Regions from separate parts of the Sus scrofa genome. Here region 1 is linked to region 2. The links are chromatin contacts, called in public HiChIP or PLAC-seq maps. All regions are on one chromosome and are shown on one strand. The core of a region is the stretch at or near the end of the contact, and the rest is flanking DNA. Distances in the headings are between cores, read along the strand shown. Region 1 has its middle 29 kb from the start of BMF. Region 2 overlaps ANKRD63 (ankyrin repeat domain-containing protein 63).

Region 1 (6,461 bases), core at 2,715-5,214, 170 kb before region 2:
CTGGCTTCTCCTGGACAGACTTCCTAGGGGCCCAGGACAAAAGGGAGTCTGCCCCCACCTGCTGCCTTCCTGTGAGTGAAGCTTTGCAGGGAAACTGCTCCCTGAGAAGAACCTTGGATCCCAGTGGTCTGGGAAGGGCCCAGAATGTATAGCAGGCACTCCTGACCCAAACATGGAGTTTCCCGGTTCTCCCCAGGCACACGTGTCGCTCAGCCCTGTACTTGGCCATTCTAATTCCCCCAGAAGACCTAGCATAATGCTCAGGGAAGTGTTCAAGCACAATTAACATGACGTCTCGCTCCTGCCCTTCCTCTTTCCTCCTCTAATTATTAAAACGGGTCAACAAGACCTGGGGGTAGAAGCACCATGCCTGCTGTTCCCATGCCAGATAAAACCATTCATCTCAGGAGAGCCTGCCAGGCCCAAGGACGGGTTCAGGGCTCCAAGTCTACTCTTCCAGATCAGCACGGAAAATAGCCAGATGCCAACTGGGCCCTGTCCCCATATCTGGGGACAGGACTAAATAAGTAGGACTGTGAGCAGGCCAGGAGACGACGTGAACAGTAGGCCCAGAGGCAGCAGGAACACCCTCTGAAAATCTAAATCCCCAAAGGGTAGAGGGAACTGGTTTCCAGAGAGGCTCCAAAGGATAAGCCTTGTAGAGAAGGACTCACATATCAGGGGAATAGCTGTTGAGGCTCTGGAGAAAGAGAGAGGCACCGTGGGGCAGGAGAAGGTCACAGGCACAAATGAGGGGGACTCACTGAAAGTTACTTCTTACCCCCTAAAAGGGCAGATGAGTAAGCCTGGTCATTTCCTCTCAGCAAATCTGTCTAGCAGAAGGGGTAAGAGGTACACAGGGCAGGAAAATCACACCATTGAAATCAAAGTGATTCACCTTGAGCCAAGTGAGAAGAGGAAGGGAATGGAGTATGTGGTGAAGTTTTAACCACCTTCATCAATTGTGTGGCCCAGTAGTTCCTGGGACTCTCCTCCCAGGATTCATGCCAATGGACTTGGAGTACTCTCCATGGCCAGAAGTAGTTAGCTGTGCACAGACAGTGTGCCCTTTCACAGCATGCAGGTGATGGCAGGAAGTGCCCACCCAGCCAGGGACCCTATCCCCCAGTTTGAACCACTTGCTTAAGTGTGCTACCACGTGACTAGTGCTCACTGATGGAAAATGAACAGACATGGTGTGTGTCATGGCCAAGCTGATGTGGCTGAGAAGACATCTTCACCCTCTCTTTCCCTATCTGCAGTGGCTTTTGCAGGTACATGCTGCAGTTAGCAGAGTGACAGGCTAGAAGGAGCCTGGATCCCTGAATCACCCACCAAATGCCCACATTAGACAGCTGTGTGAGTGAGAAATAAGCTTTTGTGTGTTAAGCCTTTGAGTTTGGGGGGGGAGCTATATAATATAGCAGTTGGCGTTTCTGATATCTCCAACCCAGATGTTGTACTTACAGGAATGTTTCCTAAAGGAATCATCAGAGATGCAAAGATTTAGAGAGCCTAAGAATGATGAGCAAAACCTTAAATGGTCTTAATCACAGGGCACACTGCATAGGGCTCTGAAATGTGGGAATGGGAAGTGGGCAGCCTAGGAGAGAAAGATAGACTGGGCAACTGCTCAGGAGTACAAACACAAATGGTTGTGATGGGAATAAGGAAGAACAGCAGTTGAGAAGAAGAGAACTGATCACAAGGTTGGTGATTAACAAGTGTGTAAACCCAACATTTTGGAAGAGGTTGGTGAACAGATCCCAGCATGGTTATACTTTGTTAACTCTGATCAAGGGTAATCAGCATTTTTTCCTAAGAAATCCTTTGACATATGATGAACTGGCCAAGGTCTCTTTTATTTTTTATATCTAGATTTCTCCAGCCCAAGGACCCTCGCATTAGTGTTTTCATGAATTTGAAATCTTTTCTTTCCTTTTCGTCGGTGATCCTACTCACCATCCTCTCTGGCCCCAGGCAGTGACGGTAGTATTGGTAGAGTAAGTACTAGTACTGAAATTATGTCTCAAATATAAAATATTAGTTATGTCTAGTATATGAAATGTACTATATTTGTATCTAATGTATACTTTCAAATTACTTTTGACAAATGTTTTCACTATTTTGCTGAATCATAATCTCTATTTCAAAAGGTATCTTCCAGACTGGAGACACTCATATATACTCATACACATATACAGTTGATTTTCAGAGTTCTGTCACTTCATTTTTTTGAAATAGTAAACTCAAATGTAAGCAGAAAATCAAAGAAAAAAAAAAAAAAAAGAAAAGGAAAAATTATTCCCCCTTGGTAGCTGTGTTAGTCAGGATAGGCTAGTGTATGCTGCAGTAATAAAATCACTCTGAGATTCCCATGGACACAAAAAGTCATCTTTCTTTCCCGAGCTATGTGTTCATCCCACGTTGGCCAGGGACTCTGCTCCACATAGTCCTCAGGGACCCAGGGTAACAAAGGTTACAGCATGTGTGGCTGCACTCCCTGGAATGAGAGGCTGCCTCAACCAGTGGAAGAAGGGGAAGAAAGTTAAAAAAAAAATAAAGGCTCATGGGTATTTTCTGCCCCAGCCTGAAGATGACACAGCATTTCTGCTTTTACGTCACTGCTCAGAAGTTGTTACATGGCCCCCCTAATATGCAGGACTAAATACAGTGTTTAGTGAGCTCCAGTGTCTTTGCCATAATTACTATGTCTTCTCTCATTCTGTCTGCCATTTCCTCTCTGGAACTGCCTGTGTTTTCTTATCTTTACATATGGATGATAGTCTAACTTTCTGAGATTGCATGAGGACAGGGATAGCAAACATGTGCCGTCACTTCCTCCTCCCATGCCCAGCAGACCGTGTTTATAGATCGTGGCAGTCTTTTCTGCTACGTTTGTCTAGATGTAGTATCCAAATCCTTCCCAACACAGGTGGCTGCTAATTTCTCTGTATCATCACTAGGAATGAAACTTACTTGCCATTCCCTATGGAATTTCACTGACCCCTAGGACGCAGAATTGATTTCCTTGGCCCCATCTCCACTCCTTTCTTTGGGGATGGACATGAGACCAATAGGCACTGGATCAATTCTGTTATCGCTACTGTTTACAAGTACCTAATCTGAGGCCTCCGATGTTACCAGCAATTTCAGGCTCTGGTATTTTCCCTTCCACTTCTACCACTTTGATCAGGGTAAGAACAATCAAAGGAAACTTGACTTCCTTCACAGCTAACATGGGCTAACACAAAGACTGAAAGAAAAGAAATCTTTAGGGAAAAACAGAAATGCAAGTCCTTTTGACCCAGAACTCTGAAATGGATCAGTACAGACCTCCTTTCCAGAAGAAACTCCTCTTAGACTTTCACAAATCACTCCCTTAAACCAAGGAAGGGAATCTTTCTTTCCTGATATCAGTGACATGGAGCAAAGAGAAAAATCTTTCATTAAAAAAAATAATAATAAATTTTAAACAGCCCTTTCCTTAAGAGATAAATAAAATTAGGATCTCAATAAGAAAATTCAGAATGTGCTTCCCTTTCGGCCATTAAATCTCTGCTCACCATTCTCTGTTTCTTGCAAGCTTTATCCTGAGTCTTTGCTTTCTCTGGTAAGTGACACTTTAGAAAATAGAGAAGTTGGGGGCAGGCTGCTGGCTTCCTTAAGGGTTTTTTTTTTCCCCCTCTAAGTAGCTTCCCAAAACTTCTTAAAGTCCTTGTGTTATACAAAGTGAAGATTTGTTCTTTTACACCAATAGTGGAGAAGTGTCTCCGGACAGAAGTTTTCGCTACTGCTGCTGTTTGGAATTGGCTCAGCAGACGTAAACAGGGTCATCCAGGGCCAAAGAGGGTGGGTGTTTAGTTTTAAAGCTCTGGGGTTAAGAGTGAAAGCATGTGACTCCAGCCTGGCCAGAAACAGAGAAGCCTTTGTGTGCTGGGAGCTAGCGATTGGCAGTCCTGAGGCTAAACACAGGGGGAGCGGGAAGGAGAGCGCTGACACAGGTTTCAAGGGGCTGATAGGATACCACTGGAGGGAGCTTAACTCTTTGTGTCAGACTCCTGGGCTTCCACGGGGAGAGCTTCTGTTTGTGGCTCACGGCAGAACAAAGAACTTAAAAAACAAAACAAAACAAAACAAAAAACATCTAAATAGCGCTTCCTTGGCTTGCAAAGGAACTCAGGTATTCCCGTAGCCAGTGTTGAGAAGAGGCAAGCTGAAGCAACTGGAAGCAAGAGCAATGTCCAAGGGGCAAGTTTTTGTTAGGTTATATGATAGAACTTCCTACTAGTCCTAACATCTAAACACCGCAGGCTGTTCCTGTGCTCCCCACAACTTCTCCCGCTTTCTGAACGGCTGGGATGAACAGAGGAGACAACACTGCAGCCTGGCCCACATCTCCCCATCATTGCCCCTCTTACTTCTCCTCCAGAGGGTTGGCACTGCCTGTGGGAAGGTGGTGGGCTGAGTCAGCAGGCTGTGCCTTAAGGCGCTGGCAGCCCACGGCAGCATCATTCACCCAGGTGCTGGGGGACCCATGTTTGCTTGATGAGCATGGGCTCTGCTCACGGCCAGCACTGAGTGAGGCAGGTGGCCCTCAGCCTGGACCACCATCCTACCCTACTCATAGCCCACCTGCCCCAGTGCCAGCATACCCTTTCCACGACCCCACCTCTGCCCAGAAATTGCTGTATTCAATCTGACTCAAGTGAGCATGTTTCCTGAAAGTCTGCAAAAATCTGACTTCCAGACTTTCGCCAGGAAGGAAAAGGAAACAAGATTAATTTTGCCACTTACAGCCTAAACCCATGGGACTTCTTGGGTGGGGTTCAGAAATAGATATGGCAGAGGATGGTGTATTTCGAGGAACATCACAACAGTACTCATCCCATTCCTCCCATTGTTACTCATCACACCTACCTTCCACAAAAGTTTCTGAGCATCTTGCAAGTGTCGGTTCTTTGCTGGACAGTGGGGATATAGCAGTGAATGAGACAGACCAGTTTCTGCCACCAGGAGTCTGTCCAGAAAGGCACAAAGCCATGCACACACTAATCAAGGAAATGCTGATGGTTGCACCAGGTAAAAAGTGGCTTCCAGTGGTGAGAAGTGGTCCTGGCAGTATGGCATTCATTCTTACAGGTGAATTTCAGTTTCCCCAGGTGATGAAATGTCAATGTCTCTTCTCTATATGTCAGGGGCGTAATAACCAAAATTATGTGTATGGCAACAGCAACAGCATATTGAGGCAGTACGGAGACTTACTGCTCTGGCAAAAGGCTCGTTGACCCCAGGTTTGATCTACCAGACTCAGGGCTGATCTACCAGATTGTGCTCACTGTTTAAAATAGTACCCATCCCAAATATTCTAAATTTGGGTTGTGATGATGATTGGTACACTATAAATATAATAAAATTCATTGGAAAAAAAAAAAAGAGTACCCATCCCACTTGAGAGAGAGAGAGTGTGTGTGTATGTGTGTGTGCGTGTATGTGTACAGGACCAGTGACATTTGTTTCTGGTGCTCAAAGGCACTGGGCAAATGTAATGATGTGTAAGAAACGAGGTTGCTACTGGGCACTGAACCCTCTCTACTTCAAAGATAGGATCACTGAGCAGAACCCTGGGCTCACTCAGGTGAAAAGCAAGAACCTTTTATCAGGGGGCTCAGAGTTCCCAGACCTTGCCCTTATCAGCTTCTGGGTCTCCCACAGCCACAGGCCGTGGTCTCCTTCACCTTCAGGGTCAGATTTCTCTGCAATAGTTCCTTCAGCATGCTCCTCTGAGACACCTTCATGAGAAACCCCTTTCATTCCTGAGTTTAAAGGAAGGCACCCAGACTCACTGCCCTCTTTTTCAAGCTGGATAAGACAGAAGGGCTACAAAGACAACCCTTGCCTGGGCTGAGGGCCCTGAAAAGACCAGACTGCTGTCACAGCTTCAGATCCCCCTGTGTGCTGATGGAGAAGTGGGCAGCTCTGAAATCAAAAAAGCAGTGGAGTGAGTTCCTTTGTGGCTCAATGGGTTAAGGATCCAGTGTTGTCCCTGAGCTACTCAAGTCACTGATGTGGCTTGGGTTCAATCCCTGGCCCAGGAACTTCTACATGACATGCAGGTGTGGCCAAAAACAAAGAAAAAATTTTTTAAAGAAAAAGCAGTAAATACAGTGCCTCTCAAGACTGCACCACCCTCCTTGAGGGCAGACACAAGGGTGAAGTGTCTGGGAGGGAGGGTCACTGCTCATGGTCTAAGTGAAAGCAGGGGCAGAGGAGTACCCGTTATGGCTCAGTGGGTTAAGAACCTGACCAGTATCCATGAAGATTCAGGTTCAATCCCTGGCCTCGCTCAGTGGGTTAAGGATCTGGCATTGCTATGAGCTGTGGTGTAGCTCACAGATGCGCCCGGGATCCCACATTGCTGTGGCTGCGGCGTAGGCTGGCAGCTGCAGTTCTGATTTGAC
Region 2 (5,843 bases), core at 2,726-5,225:
GAGAAATGTCCCAGAGAGTTGAAGCTCGGTTCCTAAATGGCAAAAGAGTTCTGCAGCCCTACTGGATGGGAGGACAGACAAGAAACAACTAGTCCTTGGAGCTTGCTCTCCTGACCCCTAGACTAGCAGATATAGGGGAGATTTCTAACTGGCTAATTCCCCAGAGGATGTGGCTTTCTGTAACAGCCCAAGACAGCCTTATCTCAAAATACTGGCTCAGATTAAACCAAGATAAGCCCTTGACTTTGACTGTAAGGCTTAGAACAGTACAGAAATCTCCCTTTTCAGGTCCCACTTTGTCCTTCTCTATTTTTCAAAGCACTTCTTCATCCTTGACCTCTTTATCTTCACTAAAGCCCTGTGTGGCAGACAAGGCAAGTACATTTTATCATTAGCCCATTTTACAGATGAGAAAACTGAGGTCTAGAAAAAAGTACAACTTTCCAGAGATCAGGGATAGATCCAGGACAGGATCACTGGTACCAATCCCATGCCCCATTCCACAGAGCCTGAACACAGAGCCCTGAGAAGCAAGGTTAGGGAGTTCCTGTCGTGGCTCAGTGGTTAGCAAACCTGACTAGCATCCATGAGGACGTGGGTTTGATCCCTGGCCTCGCTCAGTGGGTTACTGATCTGGTGAGCTGCAGTGTAGGTCGCAGATGTGGTTCAGATCCCACATTGCGGTGGTTCTGGTGTAGTCTGGAGGCTACAGCTCTGATTTGACCCCTAGCCTGGGAACCTCCACATGCTGCTGGTGCAGCCCTAAAAGACAAAAAGACAATAACAACAACAACAACAACAACAAAAAAGAAGAAGCAGGGTTAGGGATGGCCTGTATTTGGAGCCAGCACCTCAGCCCTCCAGGTATCCTAATTCCATTGCTCAGCAGCTCCCCCTATAGGTCACCTGGCTACTTTTCCTGGGCTGATGCAGACTTTCTTTACCTACCTGAAAATTCAAAAAGTGCTGAGTCTGGGAGGAAAGAGGAAGTAAGAAAAGAAAGAATTTAAGACTTTCAGATGAGGTTGGGCCAGGCAGATTGGGTCACCCCAAAGTGGCTCAAACTGTGGCTTCCTCTCACTGCCTTGCCTCCACAGGTCTCCCCTGTGCTGCGAGACTTCCTAGAACGGATGCTGGTGCGGGACCCCCAGGAGAGAGCCACAGCCCAGGAGCTCCTGGACCACCCCTTCCTGCTGCAGACAGGACTGCCTGAGTGCCTGGTGCCCCTGATCCAGCTCTACCGCAAGCAGACCTCCACCTGCTGAGCCCACCCTCGGAGTGCACCTGCCACCTGTGCCCACAGGCAGCGGACACCAGGCCACCAGATTGCCAACAGGGCCTGCCTGCCTGCCTCATTCTCTCAGTATTCTCTCCAAAGATTGAATGTGAAGCCCCACCCCCCCCCACCACCCCTCAGCCCACTGGGCCAGGCCGGACCTGCCCCTCGGTCACTCTCCCTCCCAAGAGTCCCCAGTTGCCTTTGGCATGATGGAGACCCCTTCCACAGGATGACCCTTTGTTATTTGCACAGGGATATTTCTACGAAACATGGAGACCAGCGATTCTGGCCTCTGTAGCCAACACAGCAGAAAAGGCTGCTGCAATTTTTATAAAGGTAGTTGTACGTGAACATCCCAGGTCACCCAAGAGGCAGACTGCCTGTCTTCACCAGGATGCTTGCTCTTCTCAATTCCAGTTCCAGACCCTGGGGTGTTAGGGCCACAGGAAAGGTGTTTATTGCCCGAGTCCGTCTTCCTCCCTTGTGTCTGACCTTCTGAAGGCACAGTCCAACCTGCACCTGCTTCCAACCCACCTGTGCTGACAACATTCTCCCTGCACAGCCCATGCCCAACTGTGAACAGCCTGCCTGCTCAGGGCCATGAGGGGGGGCATTTTCTGGGTGAAAGAGGAAGAAGGCAGCTGGTGGTAAAGGTGGTCTCACTTTACAGGATGTGTGTACGTGTGTGCGTGCGTGTGGGTGTACACACGTGTCAGAAGGTCACCCACAGCTGGCTTCCCTCCTCTCTCCCACTAAGTTCTGAAGGGACCTGCTTCCTTGGCCTGGCTTCCCGCCTCTTACATCCCAAGTTTCTACCTGACCAGTAAAGAGGTCTGTGTTGAAGCTTGGCAGTTTTCTGAGTTTCTCCTGTCCTGTGACCAGAATGGTGAGGGAACAAACTCTGTTTTACCTGAGGGCTTCATCTCAATAATCAGGTCATCAGGGACCCGATCTTTTGTGTGTGTGTATGTGTGCATGTGTGTGTGCTCAGGGGACCTGTTCTTTTCAAAATCCTGTTCTGGGGGGTGCACCAGCTCCCGGGGTTCCATCATGTCACCAGAATGGGTACCCCATCTGTGCAAACCACCTACCCCCAGCTGCCTCCTCTGACACCTGTCTCCTTGTCCTCCCCTCCCCTACCTTCAGGGCTGTTGTGAGACAAGGAATCCCAGGGAAGAATCCAGGTGTCTGGACCCTGTCTAGATAATATTTTTAGATTCCTCTGCTCCCTAGTGGTCTGCTTTGGGGCAAACAAACAAAAATTGTGATGACTTTTTTTTAAGGGGTCAGAGTTTTAAAAACAAAAGCATCTACCGTAGAAACTTTTGTGAAGTTTGTTTGCACTTGTGCCCGTTTTAAATTAAACTGAGTGTTCAAAACCCGTGGCCTTCCTGCTGTCTCTGGGAGTGAAGCCAGGCTGTCTTCCAACTGGCCATGCTGTAGTGGGTGTCCAGGGTGCCCCCCCCATGTGAGCTCCCCAGTGGTCACTCTGATCCACAGAAAATCCAACTCCCTAGAGACACGTGAGCCTGAAATGAGGGCAGAGGAGGGAAACAGGAAGTGAAAGGCCGTTGGGAGAGCAAGGGCTGAGAAACAGACAGGCCTCCTTCTCAGGGGAGAAGAACCCAGCCTCGAAAGTCAGGGCACCTCAGGGGCTGGGAGGGAGCCAGCAGGGCTGATGACCACTTTCTTCAGCAGCATCTCCCTTCCCCCATTTGCTTCTCACCCCCTGGAAAGTCAAGAGGCTGCTCTCCCCAAGCTGTTCATTAGGAAGTAGCCTGGAACTGCTTGGAGTGAGAAAACAATCTCTGTTTCAGTTCTCAGAATGGAGGAAGACCGGGAGAAGTACAACCAGAAACCAAGAAACCTGGGTCTTTAACCTTCTAGCTCTTGACACTGATTCCAGCACTTCCTTCCTAAGGTCTCATCCTACCCCTTCTCTGCCCTGATTCACTGAAACTTCTTACCCAGGAGCAGGGAGTCCTGCTGAGCTTCTTCTGCTCCCCACTGCATGCCCACCTAGACAGCCGCCTAGGTCCGAGGGCCCCAGTCCCACCCGCTCAGCGGGAAGTAGCCCTGAGTCTTACCTGCAGGAGGCAGCAGCGGAGGGCGGGGCAGTGTTGGAGGCTGAGGAAGCAGGCTCACCCTTCCACCTCTCCAACGGGAGCCCGGAGTCAGGCGTGGTTAGCAAGACAAAGAGAGGCCAGTTCTTGCAACTGAATAACACTGGATTTATTAACTATTCTTTTGAGTTCTAACAGTCCTTCCACCAAAAGCGTGCGCGTATGTCATTTAGCCTCACACACAGAACAGTTCTGAGCTTGAACCAAGAGTACCAGTGCCAGTGGCACAGGTGTCTTCACAACAACGAAAGCAACAAGAGTTAGAAAAGCAAAATATTCAGAAAAGTCTCTGCTAAAATGGAGCGAGCTTGAGAGGCCCCTCAGCCTCAGTGCTCCAGGGCTGACAATGAGAGGAAGTTCAGCTGAGTGAAATGTGGTGAAATGTTTTAACTTCTGAACAGAGCTGGACCTGGTAAGAAATCTGCAAGAACAGCAAGGCAAGTCAAACACACAATTCAGTTCAGACAGGAAAGATCTGCTGTGGTTTTTTAGAAATATCACTTTCAACCACCAAACCCTTGGCGACTCCACAGAGAGGAGACTTCGTGGTTCTTTACCCAATAAAAAAGGCCCAAGGTGAGTTCAAAGACCTGTGTTAGTGACACGTGAAACATGACTGACAGCACCTTCAACATAACTGCAACCAAGACCTCGTGGTATTTTGAAGCCAAAACATTCATATTCTTACACCATTAAAAACTTCATGAAAATCAAACAGTTGGATAAGGATAAGTGAGCAAGCAAAGATCAGAAAAAAGGAGTTTGCTCTTGGGGTGTCCAATTATCCTCCACCCCACCCCAGATCCTCTCCTCTGGCTTTTCAGGTGCTTCAGTATCATCCCACCACCACCCAGACAGTGGGACAGAGAAGAGGCAGATATCTGGGCAGAAAAGAGTAGGGAAAGGGCAGAGCACCCCAGAAACAAAGCAAATCTTATCAGAAGAAAACAGTGCATAATCAGTAGGTTCCAAGGTTCAGAAGTCATAAGGGATGGGTTGGAAGCTCCAGTTTCTCAGAAGACATCAGGAGCTCTCCAAACCGAGCCTTAACTGGGAAGATCTTGGGAGTCCTAAGTGAAGGGTCTGGGCTCCTGCTACTCCAAATGCGAGTTTTTTGTTCATTGTCTCTCACTTCACTGCTGTGAAATGACTTCAAGTATCCGGATTTAATATACTACAAGAAGAAGTGAATTCCATGGGTAAATACACACGTAGGGAGAAGTACATGGCGGTGATTCCAAAAAACCCCAGAAGTCAGACTCCGTGCCAGAGTGCAGCGAGGAAAGCGCACCGTTGCCACCAGAGGGCACCAGAGATCACGTCCACTGTCCGGGCCCTCGCGCCCTTGTGGCCTCTGGAGGGGGTTAGAAGCATAGACAACGTATCTGACACCTACACAAGGCCCGCCCCTGATCACCCAATCCTCACCCCAGGCCTAATTTCTCATCATAGATCATTCTTGCTCTGGGTAGTTCCCTTGGAGTTACTGGTGAGAAACTTCCGTTTTGCGAAGACGAATAGACCGACGTTTTAAAAAGACCCCATTGCAGGCAGGTGAGGGGCTGCACGATCAACCTTCGGGGTTCATTAAAAACAAAAACGAAACTTCCCCTCGAGCCGCCACCGGGCAGGCTGTATATACGGGCGCATAGATACACGTGCAGGCACTGCCACAGGGTTCTGGGGCACGCGATTCGCTAGACACCGCCCCACCTCCCCCCCACCCGCCCTCGACCCTTCTCGCTAGGCGGACACAAAGAGGAGTCGGGGGCGAAGACAGAGGGGACAAAATACCAGGCCCGAAAAAGGCCGTTAACCATCTCTCCGCGGTGGCCTCTGACTCACTAATCTGCCCAGTACTGAAGCAGGGCCGGGCCAGCGTCCCACGCGTTGGGCAAAGGCAGGGGTCCTTGGTTTCGACCTCTAGCATCCATCATCCGCCCTGCCCTCCATTAACGGCTCAGCGAGAAGCAGGAACCGTTTAACAGCCCCCTTCCAGCAACCGCCGGAGTTTGATGTAATTTAAACTCGGACCTGCGGCTCGTGTGGGCTTCAGACTCCCGCGCGCCGCCCGTTTAACGTGGCAAACACTTCAGTCAATTATCCCCCTCGCGGAGCTTCTATTTAAAGAGACGTTGTCAGGTTCTTAAGCCTCGGATCAGACCCGCTGCTTTCTGCTTCATATACAAAGACTCAAAACACAAGTTCTTTGAGGATTGGAAGAAATACAATTAAAGCCCTTGCAACCATTCTACCCTGCGGGAGCACCCACGTGCAGGACGGGGGAGCTGGGAGGGGGTGGGGGCGGGGGAAGTGCTAAATCTTTTCCATTTCAGGCTTCAGAGAGTGAGAGGAAATAGGCTCTAGAGCCCAGAGCTGCGCTGGGCTGGATAATGGTTGGCAGGAGGCAATGACCCCACATGGTCAATGAAGTTGAATCT

What was found. HiChIP or PLAC-seq counts read pairs in DNA pulled down with a chosen protein or histone mark.
Region 1: an H3K27ac HiChIP or PLAC-seq map of alveolar macrophages shows a contact between it and region 2. The contact joins two enhancer-like sites. A contact is called at or near these places in 1 of 47 Hi-C or Micro-C datasets (embryonic fibroblasts) and 1 of 2 datasets of contacts at active chromatin or transcription factors (alveolar macrophages).

The regions. Positions count from the first base shown.
Region 1 is chr1:131,203,429-131,209,889 of Sscrofa11.1, reverse strand. No RefSeq gene overlaps it. Among named protein-coding and RNA genes, the nearest start is that of BMF, 29 kb to the right of the region's middle. Within about 2 kb of position 3,964, at least 56 of the 83 cell types and tissues checked have an H3K27ac peak or open chromatin away from gene starts, as enhancers often do. A contact at or near this core is called in alveolar macrophages, where this site is marked.
Region 2 is chr1:131,036,128-131,041,970 of Sscrofa11.1, reverse strand. It overlaps ANKRD63 (ankyrin repeat domain-containing protein 63), which reads right to left. Exons shown (of 1, transcript XM_021097815.1): 1 at 1,623-5,843. PAK6 (serine/threonine-protein kinase PAK 6) reads left to right here. Exons shown (of 11, transcript XM_021097802.1): 11 at 1,098-2,658. The coding sequence ends at 1,265. Among named protein-coding and RNA genes, the nearest start is that of ANKRD63, 6.4 kb to the right of the region's middle. Within about 2 kb of position 3,975, at least 15 of the 83 cell types and tissues checked have an H3K27ac peak or open chromatin away from gene starts, as enhancers often do. A contact at or near this core is called in alveolar macrophages, where this site is marked.